3 separate regions of the Gossypium hirsutum genome follow, and all the other regions are linked to region 1. Evidence: chromatin contacts called from public Hi-C data. All regions are on one chromosome and are shown on one strand. Each heading gives the region's core, a stretch centred on a gene start, on an enhancer-like site or on the middle of the called end of the contact. The rest is flanking DNA. Distances are from core to core; before and after follow the strand shown. Region 1 holds the start of LOC107920064 (bZIP transcription factor 29). Region 2 holds the start of LOC107918756 (30S ribosomal protein S31, mitochondrial). Region 3 holds the start of LOC107919776 (arginine decarboxylase-like).

The links. A called contact is a pair of places that touch in the nucleus more often than the background predicts.
Region 2: a Hi-C map of leaf shows a contact between it and region 1, with 4 times the contacts expected there. The contact joins the promoter of LOC107918756 here to the promoter of LOC107920064 in region 1. A contact is called at or near these places in 2 of 34 Hi-C or Micro-C datasets (both in leaf).
Region 3: a Hi-C map of leaf shows a contact between it and region 1, with 2.5 times the contacts expected there. The contact joins the promoter of LOC107919776 here to the promoter of LOC107920064 in region 1. A contact is called at or near these places in 2 of 34 Hi-C or Micro-C datasets (both in leaf).

What each region holds. Positions count from the first base shown.
Region 1 is chrD13:24,424,703-24,428,317 of Gossypium_hirsutum_v2.1, forward strand. LOC107920064 (bZIP transcription factor 29) reads left to right here and starts at 1,559. Exons shown (of 5, transcript XM_016849572.2): 1 at 1,559-1,876; 2 at 2,006-3,410; 3 at 3,485-3,615. The coding sequence starts at 2,146.
Region 2 is chrD13:24,114,706-24,118,320 of Gossypium_hirsutum_v2.1, forward strand. It overlaps LOC107918756 (30S ribosomal protein S31, mitochondrial), which reads right to left and starts at 1,785. Exons shown (of 1, transcript XM_016848340.2): 1 at 1,348-1,785. The coding sequence starts at 1,770. The coding sequence ends at 1,456. It overlaps LOC107918758 (NADH dehydrogenase [ubiquinone] 1 beta subcomplex subunit 9), which reads left to right. Exons shown (of 4, transcript XR_001690221.2): 2 at 31-98; 3 at 595-728.
Region 3 is chrD13:24,132,336-24,135,950 of Gossypium_hirsutum_v2.1, forward strand. It overlaps LOC107919776 (arginine decarboxylase-like), which reads right to left and starts at 1,992. Exons shown (of 2, transcript NM_001327161.2): 1 at 1-1,992. The coding sequence starts at 1,516.

The DNA.
Region 1 (3,615 bases), core at 309-2,808:
TTTCTTATCTTTTCATTGTTTAATTGAGTTTATTTTATATTTATAAATTTATATTTTATATTGTTTTTTGTAAATTAAACACAACATAAATATATTTTTTATAAAATATTATAGTGCAATTTCCTTTTAATAGTTGAAATTTATTTTATAATAAGAAAATAATTTGTAATAATCAATGTCATATATAAACTTAATCATAAATAATGTTTAATTAAAACTTAATTTAAATTACATATATTACACATATGAGAGTACATATTGACACATTAGAGTTGTAAGGGATAAATGAAGCTAAGCATTATTTAAGCAAATACTCATATTTATATAATTAAAATATTCATATTCTTATACTAGGTTAAAATATGTCATAAGTCATTGTACTCTTCGTAAATTTGAAATTTAGTCCATGTACATTTATTTTTGGGTTAGTCCTACTTTTTAGATATCAAAATTCAAGTTCAGCTATTAGCATTATTAAAAATATTTTGTTAAATTCATGTTGTCATTTTTTAGTTACATGAATACCGAGTATTTATTATTTAAAAATATGACATCAACAAAGTTGCCAAAAAGATTTAACAAGGTTAACAATTAGACATGATTTTCAATTTGAAAGGTAGAGGGACTAAATTCTAAATTTGTAAAGAGTATATAGACTTATATCATATTTTAAGCTTTATACTACAAAATATTTATTATTAAAATATTATTTAATAATAATTTTAAATAATATTAAAATAAAATTGAAACATTAAATAATTTATTAAAACAATAAATAATTTATTATATGATTAGATATATATAATTAAATAGGTATGTTTAATAATATTGAAAAATATAATAGTAATGGATTTAATAGAAAGTACATAAGAGTTGGTGCGACAAAATTAACATTTTTTTTATTCAACTTATTCATAATGAAAACATAATTGTTGCATGTTCTTCTGACTTCTGTTCTCTATCTCTATGGTTTTAATTTATTGTTTAAAAGTAAGTAAATATTTTATAATAATTTTAAAATATATTTTTCATTAGCATTAAGATGATTCCAATTTATATACAATTATGAATAAAGATTAATACTATTTACTTTTAGGATATGATAATGTATAGGTAATTTTAAAAACATATTTATGTGTTTCTTTTTTAACATTTTACTTAATAATTGTAGGGCACTTATCAGACCTTTAACAACAATGTAGTAAATAATAATTAAATAATTGAAAAAGACACTGAAATTTTTAAAAAAAAAAAATCTGAATAGTACCTGCATTTACAAAAATTATAAATTATTTACGTTCACAATAGCAAAATACATTGATGCACCATATTTCATCAAAATGTGAAAATGTTAAATTAAATAATTTAATGAATCACATTCGATTGGAATATATTCCATTGAAACACATAGTAAAAGTGGAAAAATAAAATATGATTGCTAAATAAGCTGCGGATATAGAGGTCGGAATGAAATTGAAATGCAAACCCCCCTAAATGCAAATTCAAATGAAATTCCTTTTTCTTCTTTAATTTCACGCGTCGATTACGTGCATGTCATGAAATCCGTGTCCCCTTCATCGAAACCCCCACAAATTAAATTAAATTTCACAAGAAAATATTTCCTTTTTTTTCCCTTTATCAAGGTTTCTAGACCGAGAAACCCAAACCCAAATTTTCTAATATTTTAAATCATTTTTTTCCACTGTGAAATTAAGAGAGAGAAAGCGCCTGCCGCTAAATTCGGCGGAGATTTTGGTGGTGTTGCCACCTTGCTAACTTGCACCTCCGCTGCCCCATTTGTTTTTTTGCTAAATTACGCCGGACGGCCATTGTTTTTGCTCATTTCTTTCCCCTTGCTTTGACCTATAATTACAAGGTACTTAAGACATTACTTTTATATTCATTGTTCTAAATTCTGCGGATTCCACTGTATCTTTACCCCCCCCTTTTTTTTGTTTCTACTGTCAAATTCTCTCTATCTCACATTTTCTTTTTTTTTTTGCAGATTCTGGTGAGTTTGATTTGCTCATATTGTTGTTGTTTTTCTGTTTTGGAGTGAACTGGGTTAAGCTTTTAATTGTCCAAAGTTTTCATCTTTTTGAGTTTTTGTGTCATCATTGTTTGTAAGAAAGAAAAGAAGAAATTATGGGTGATGGTGAAGAAGGTAACACTGATGTGATGCAAAGGATTCAATCTTCATTTGGAACATCATCATCTTCAATCCCTAAGCAACCTTTATCGATGAATCATCTTGAGATACCTCAGTTGAATCCTAATCAAATCAGAGGAGCTGCTAGACATTTCTCTCATTTTGGCCAAAACTTTAACGGCGGTGCTGCTGCTGGTACCGGTGATGGTGCTACTAACAAAAGAGTTGGTATCCCTCCTTCACACCCCAACCAGATCCCACCCATTTCACCTTATTCGCAGATCCCCATGTCCCGCCCTTCAAACCAGCAAATGGGTTCTCAGAGTTTTAACTCGGGACCAACTCATTCGCGGTCTTTGTCTCAGCCTTCATCCTTCTTTTCACTCGATTCATTGCCCCCTTTAAGCCCTTCCCCGTTTCGTGATTCTTCATCCATGGCAGTCTCAGACCAAGTTTCCACCGATGTGTCGATGGATGAAAGGGATGCAGCTGCTTCACATTCTTTGTTGCCACCGTCGCCTTTTTCAAAGGCGAATTCTCCACGGCTTGGGGAAAGCTTGCCGCCGCGAAAATCGCATAGGCGCTCCAGTAGTGATATTCCGTTTGGGTTTAATACGATAATGCAATTTTCGCCGCCTCTTATTCCTTTAAGGGGTTCTAGTAAGCCAGCTCAGTTGGTGAAAAAGGAAACCAGTGATGGCAACGGTGAAGGAATGGGTGAGAGGAAATCAGAAGGGGAAGTTGTCGATGATTTGTTTTCGGCTTATATGAATTTGGATAACATGGATGCGTTGAATCCTTGCGACGGTAAGAACAATAATGGTAATGAGAATCATGAAGATTTGGATAGCAGAGCAAGTGGAACGAAGACGAATGGTGTTGATAGCAGTGATAACGAAGCTGAAAGCAGTGTGAATGAAAGCGGGAACAGTTCGCGTGGCGGAATGAATTCGACCGAGAAGAGGGAAGGGAACAAAAGGGCCGCAGGAGCAGACATTGCTCCGAGCGGTAGACATTATAGAAGTGTTTCAATGGATAGTTTTATAGGGAATTTGAACTTTGGTGATGAATCTCCAAAGTTACCACCTTCACCGGGGAATCGGCTCGGACAACTCTCACCTAGGAATTCAATCGATGGGAATTCGGCTGCCTTTAGTTTGGAGTTTGGAAATGGTGAGTTCACCGAGGCTGAATTGAAGAAAATTATGGCAAATGAGAAGCTTGCTGAGATTGCAATGACTGATCCAAAGCGCGCAAAGAGGTATCCTATTGTTCAAGTCTATTGCTTGATAACAAAAGCATTTCACTTAAACATATTTTGTTTGGCTTTTGAAGGATTTTGGCCAATCGTCAGTCTGCTGCTCGTTCCAAAGAACGGAAGATGCGGTACATTTCAGAGTTGGAACACAAGGTTCAGACTCTGCAGACTGAAGCTACCACATTGTCTGCTCAGCTAACACTTTTAC
Region 2 (3,615 bases), core at 535-3,034, 310 kb before region 1:
TTGAACCTTTTTAATTTCCGGTTGACGCAGGTCTAGAGGTTCCTTGAATGTAATGAAGGATCAAAAGGGAAATGAGCTGAAGCGTGAATAACATTCATGTTGGTGCTTCTTTTGCACTTGTTGCAATGTGCCAGTGTTTGGGTTTCTTTTTATTAGATAATTGTTCAGATTGATTGAAGTAGGAAGATCATGAATCCTTTCTTGTGAAAACTATTTTTGTCAAAATTTTACATGCATCTTTTTGTCTACTTGGCTACTGCATTTAGACCTGGCAATTCATTTTGTGTTTGTATTATTACATTCAAATTGTGTTTAATTTTTTATTACATTAATAATTTTTGTTAAATGGATTTTGACAAGGTCGTGTATTTGCATGTTTTTCGGGTTATTTTTATCGTAGAAATTGCAAGGAAGCCTAATGATAATGGTGGTAGCAGGCAATATAATCTTAATGACTTCAAATAGGGTCACCACCAATTTATTTGTATTTCGAATCTTGGAACCCTTCACCATAGAAAATATTAAAGACATGAAACTGGGTTTCATCATGCGCTAATGCAGGTTTTGAAGTGTTTTTTACTTGACATTCTACAGAGATTAAAGGAGAATTGAGTCACTTGAACATTGAGCTCTGAGGCAGATGCTTGTTCCTTAGCTCACATGTAACTTTGGGAAACACAGGCAACAAAGTACTGCAGGGGTTTGCAAATGTTGATTTTTAGCAAAAGGTAAATGATCTCTCCTCTCTTATTCTAAATCAGATTAACTATGAAACTTTAAAAAAAAAAAAAAACCTATATCCAGTACAGCTATTATGAAATATGACATACCGTCCAAAATTTTGGATACGAGATATATCTTCAAAGGTTCATTATTTGACTGTTTAGGGTCTGCACTAGAATTTCGGTACTCTGGGCAGCAACCTCATTTGATGGGGGATCTATCTATGAGGCCTATGGCAACCGGAATTGCCTCTCCTAACCTAAACTTTTTCTGAGGCCATGCTTTATGTTGCAGCAGATGAAAACCAAGCCCTTGAATTAAACCAGGGACATGCATTCAAGTAAACATCCATAAATCTGGTTCTTCCTAAAACCATAAATCTTTTACCATGAAGAACCGTCATCTCACTCCTAAATTCCCAATTTTCAACTCATGAATGGTATCTTACTCAAGACCACTCTAACTCCTAATTCAGCTTATCTGAAAAAGACTCACAGTTTCCTAGGGGCTCTGCTTCCACAACTACTAATAATTGCTGCATATAATAATTAGGGTTTTCTCTGGTTCTTATGCAACAACCATTCAAACACTTAAAATTGTTTCTAGAACTTAAACCAACAAATATAAAAGCAAAGCTACTAATAATAAAAACCCTGAAAATTGTACAAAAATTTTAGCTTTATTATTACAGCTATTAAAAAAGAGAAAAAACGCATAGATTTTGAAAAATAATCAGATGAGCTTGAAGGGGAGAGGCCAAGGGGTGGACCTGGGAACTTCGACCTTGTCTTTGATACGTTCAATCTTCTTCTCCTTCTTGGGTCTGGCGTTCCCGTACGATCCTTTGAATCTCTTCCCTTTCTTCGTCTTCTTGTCTCCTCGGCCGCAAAGGGTCGGTGCCCGCGGCGACGCCATTACTTCAATCGGCGAAGCCGATGATAGAGGAGGCCACTGCTTCATCACCACTCTCCTTGCTACAGTAACGCCATTTCCACGGCTATCTATCAGTAACGGAGGCAGACAATAGAAGCCTAGAAATAGAATCATTGGGCTTTATATTTTCTTTTGGGCTACTTTTTAACCAACCCTCTTTTCTATTTGGACCCATTTTACATTGCTTTCATTTAATCCACTTTTTTTGTACCCTCGCGGCCTCGCCTCGGTTATAATATATTTTACTTTATTTTTTTATTTTCAAAAATTAAAAAAAAAAAACTTTGTTTTAACTAAGTCTTTTTCATAACTTTGTTATGTAAAGCACGAAATTTTTGTATTTAATAATTAAAATTTATTAAATTAGTTCATATAAATTTTTAATAATTTTAATATTTTAAAAATAATTATTAATTTAAAAATTAAATTATTAGTATCACTTTTAAAAATATTATAATTGATATTAGAATCAATCAAAAATAATAATATTTATAAATAAAATATCTTTAAATTAAAAATTAAAATTAATCTAAGAAAGTAAAGTTTACATTTTTCAAAAAAAATATCAATTTTTCTTTTTTTCTTAATGAAAGCTATAAGAAAAAAAAAGTTCAACTTTCATTTTGAAAGTTGATAAAGCCTATTTATAGACTTATTGTTAGGTAATTAAAATTTAAAGGTAATTAGTTGATTGAGTCCTAGTTCAATTGATATGGGCATTGTTGCTAATGTAGGAGGACGTGGGTTCGAGTGCGCTAAAGCTCATTATCCTCCTATTTATGGGTCGGAGAGAAGTTATGGGTAGTTCTAGGCATTGTGTCAAAAAGAACAAATATGATCAAAACCTATAATGAGATTGTTTAAAAAAATTAAAGTTAATTATGAATTATAATTGTTAGCTTGATTGATCACTATAGGAATTTATCGAACGAACTACACTCCTTCATATACGTAAGGAGTCCATTGATGAGAAAGGGCTGGGGAAAGCTTGAACCCAATTCCTACAGTGATGAATATAAGCGCAACTGAAATTCCTGGGGAATTTTACATTTGTGTATTGATAAGACCATTCACTATTTCTTGAAGCTCGATCTCTCCCCCGGATGAACCATATAGCCAAGAGAAACCATGAACCAGAAAAGAAGAGTTTGCCCCACCCATGAGTAAATATTTCGTAGTAGCCTCATTAGACTGCACATCTTTCTTGGTATATCCAGATAATAGGTAGGAGCATAAATTGAAACATTCTGGAGCTACAAAGATAGTTATTAAATCGTTAGCACCGCATAAAAACATTCCTCCTAGAGTAGCTGTTAATACGAATAACAGAAACTCTGCTATAGCCATTTCTGTACATTTAATTTACTCTACGGATAGAGGAATACATAGAGTTGAACATAGTAAAATAAGAAATTGATAGATTTCGTTGAAATTGTTCGTTTGGAAATTTCCTGAAAAGCTAATCATAGGATTTGTAATAGCATAAGGAAAAAGGCTTAAATGACCAAAGTACTATTAGCAGAATTTTTTTTAGGTAGATGATTATTGTTATTGTTATTAAAATTTAACATGATTATTATTAAATATAATTTAATAAAAATAATAATAAATTTAATCATATTTTAATATAATTATTATAAAAAACAATTTAATAAAAATGATAATATATAATTTAATAACATTCTTAATATAATTATTATTAAAATATGAATTAATAAAAATCATAACATAATCTCATGGGATCATAGTTGTCAAAATTACAAATATTGATCCAAAAACAATAATTATTCTCATTTTTATATATATGAAAAAAAATCAAACATCCATACACCAAACAAACCCCAGCAAGCAAACCCCTGTTTTGAACTTCTCTATATTTTTCCCCAACCCATTAACATCAACTCTAAAAATATTCCCAAAAAAAATATAAGAAAAAAAGGGCCCTGTTGCTGCCATTGA
Region 3 (3,615 bases), core at 742-3,241, 290 kb before region 1:
GATTAACATGGTATGTCCTAGCAGGTTCAGATGCATCAACCACTTTAGAAACTAAGTCGCATAACCCATCAACAGCGGCAAGCTGTTCAATCCCCAAAGTCCCTTCTTTGAACTGTTCCACACATCTTTGCTTCAACTGATCAGCATAAACGAAACAGGTCTCAGTCTCATGTCTCATTGCTGCCTGGCTCAAGTTCCAACAATTGACACGAGCATCCTCCGAGAGACCCTCCAAAATAAATGGAAGGTCAACTTGGTTCATTGCTGGGGTAGTAGGAGCAGTAGCAGAAATAGCCTCAAATATCAAAATAGAATGATGGGAAACAATAGCTCTACCACTTTCACTACAGATAATTGGATGCTTGATAGATTTACGGTCACAGACAAACCGAACAGCATTAACAACAGCTGAAGCATATTCCTGAAGGCCATAAGAAACAGAGAGATCAGAATTACCGGATTTTGACCCGTCGTAATCGATTCCAAGGCCGCCTCCAATGTCAATAACTTTCATGTCAGCACCAAGACGGGCTAATTCGGAATAGATTTGAGCAGCTTCGACGACACCAGCTTGAAGCAAAGCTGTTGAAGGGATTTGGGATCCAATATGGAAGTGTAGCAATTGCAGACAATCAAGCATCCCCGAATCCTGAAGCTTTTTAACAACCCTTAAAATCTGGATCGTTGTCAACCCGAACTTACCTTTCTCACCCGAGGTGGATCCGAAATGACCCGAGTGTTTGGTTCTCAGCTTGGCTCGGACTCCAATCACGGGTCGAACATAAAGTTTCTTGCTTATTTCAATAACCAAATCCACCTCCTCCTCTTCTTCAAGAACAATTACAGTGTTCAACGCGAGCTTCCTTGCTAGCAAGGCAAGGAAAATGTACTCAGCATCTTTGAAACCATTGCAGACCAATAACGCCTCTGGGTTTCCCTTGCAAAGGCAGCTCATGGCAAGGAGAAGTTCGGGTTTTGACCCGGCCTCAAGCCCGAAGCGGAAGGGCGCCCCGAATTTAACTATGTCTTGAACAACGAACCTATCTTGGTTACATTTCACGGGATAAACGCCTTGGTAATGAGACTCGTAGCCTTGGGCTTGGATGGCTGATTCAAAAGCCGATTGAAGAGACTCGAGCCGGTTTTTCAGCACATCGGGCACCCGAACAATGAGGGGAAGCTGTAAACCCAGCCCGCCCACAGATTTCGGATCCGAGACTTTCTTAACGATTTTCAGCAAATCGATTTCTTGGTGGGCCAGAGTGTCCGTTCCGTACGGACGAACGGTGATATTGCCGGCGTTATTGACGGAAAAGTAGGGGGCTCCCCATCCGTCGATGCGGTAGAGAGCGGAGGAGTGCGCTGGGGACCAATGGGTTGAGTTGGAATCAGCGGCGTCGGCCGTGGAGGCGGAAAAAGGGACCGCCGAGGGAAGGGAGCTGTCCCCAGCAATGAAAGCCGCGTAACCAGGAAGCGCTACGGCAGCAGCATCTACGCAGCAAGCCAGGGCCGGCATCCCTACAATGAATCTGAGACTAACTAAACGAAGATTCGAAAAAAAAAGGTTAAGATTTAATAGGTTTCAAAAGGTGGGAGCTTTAAAACCCGCCGAGGCCGAGGCCCCGGCTACTCCCTCAAAAGAAACAGTAGAGGACTCAATTACAACCGGAGCAAGACTTCCGTTTTACCCTAAACTTCAAAATCCCCACGCCGATCCCTTCAGAAGAATACTTTTAATAGATTTAAAGTTGGAATTTTTTTTTTTTATGTAAAGGAACAAAATTTATGCTGCGAAAATGGACTTCACCATGCAGATCTTGAAACGCAAAAAAAAAAAGAGTAAGAAAACAAGAAGTAAATGAGATTAGCGGAATGGGGAAGAAAAAAGATTTTCCCGGAAAATGAGGGAAAATCAGAGAAAAAAACAGGGAGGGCTTTGATATTATTATAGAAATAATATTCAAAGAATACGTTAGAACTGGTTGAGTGAGCGAGAATTGCTCGAGCAAAGATGCCTCCTTTATATAGGCGGTTTCACGGGCATACTTGGGCTACGGGGTTGGACTTCGGGTACCCGAACTTATATTTGATCAATTTCTCGCGTTTTTTCAATCTTACTCAAAACGAAAAAAATTGTAAATATTAAAAATTCGCTTTTTGGGGGTTTTTTTGGGCCGTTGATACAGAGATTCGTTTTGCAAACGGTTGATCTGCGTCGGGTTGCCGCGTGGCCTGAGCAATACGGGGTCCATATTTCATTTATGGAAGAAAAATAAAGGCAAATGGAACGATAAGGATGAATTTTATCGTAAAAACAAAAAATGTCGTACAAAGCTTGTCATTGTTTGGATTCCTATTAAACTTGACTCTCATTTTATTACTTTAGTTTAATTTGAATTTTTTTAATTGAAATAAAATTTGAATCGAATCGAGTAATATTATTAGAGTTAAATTAAAAAAATGTTAAATTAGTATCTTGTTATCATATAATTATTTCTATTTTAGAGCATATAAATTTAAAATCATATATATTAAAAAATTCTTTCAAAGTTAATAAGAGAAAAATAATACTTTAGTATAACTTAGATCATTAATTTACTTATTTAGATCCTCGAGATTATTGTTATTTCTGTTATATGTTTTTTAGATTTGTTTTAGAATTTTTATATTCTTAAAAAATATAAAAATTTTGAATTTTTATAAATATTTGGATTTTTAAAAATTATTTTGAAACTTTTTGTTATAAGAGATCAATATGTTCATTTTCAAAAGCAGGAATCAAAAGAGTACTTATACCAATTTATTATTTAAGTTATTCGATTTGTAAAATTTAACAAGAGTCAAAATCAAAACTCAAATTAATTATTTGAATTAACTTGAAAAATTAAATAAATTTAAATTTTTAAAAATAATTTAAATTTTTTGAATCAAATCAATATTGGTAAAACACTGTGATTTTATGTAATAGTGATTGGGTAGGTTTTTTTTTTTGTTTATTACGGTTTTTAGCGAATAAATTGTAATTTAAGAAAATAAAATTGGATCTCTTGATAGAGATATTCACGTGGATGTCACGTGGAACGCATTAATGGATAGTTCCTGAAACTACATTTATGGTCTGTTTCCTAGTTTTTTTTCATAAACAAGTTGTTGGAACTACATTTATATTTATTTGTAAAAGTGATGTTAATTGAATTATGTATTATAATTATCGATACTAAATCATCACAAATCTATAATATAGGTGAAAAGTCTATATGTAAAAAATTATAAAAATCGGATTCAGTTTGTTTCGTTACGGAAAATATTTTTAATCTTTTTTTATGTTTGTTTCATGTAAAATAAGATAGTCAACATAAAACTATCCCTTTAGTCCCGTAAAATATTTTACCAACTTTTTTTTAATAAAATATTTTCTAAACTGATAAGGTTCTGTTTACCAAAATGTCTTTGAACATTTTCCAATTGGCGTTAGCTACAAATTAACATAAAACATATAGCTCTATCAATCACCAATCAATTCACACTTAATTGTCAATTTACATAAATTTTATAATTTATTCAATTTAGTCCTTAAAATCGAGACTAACATAACTTTCGATTTAAAGTTTCAAA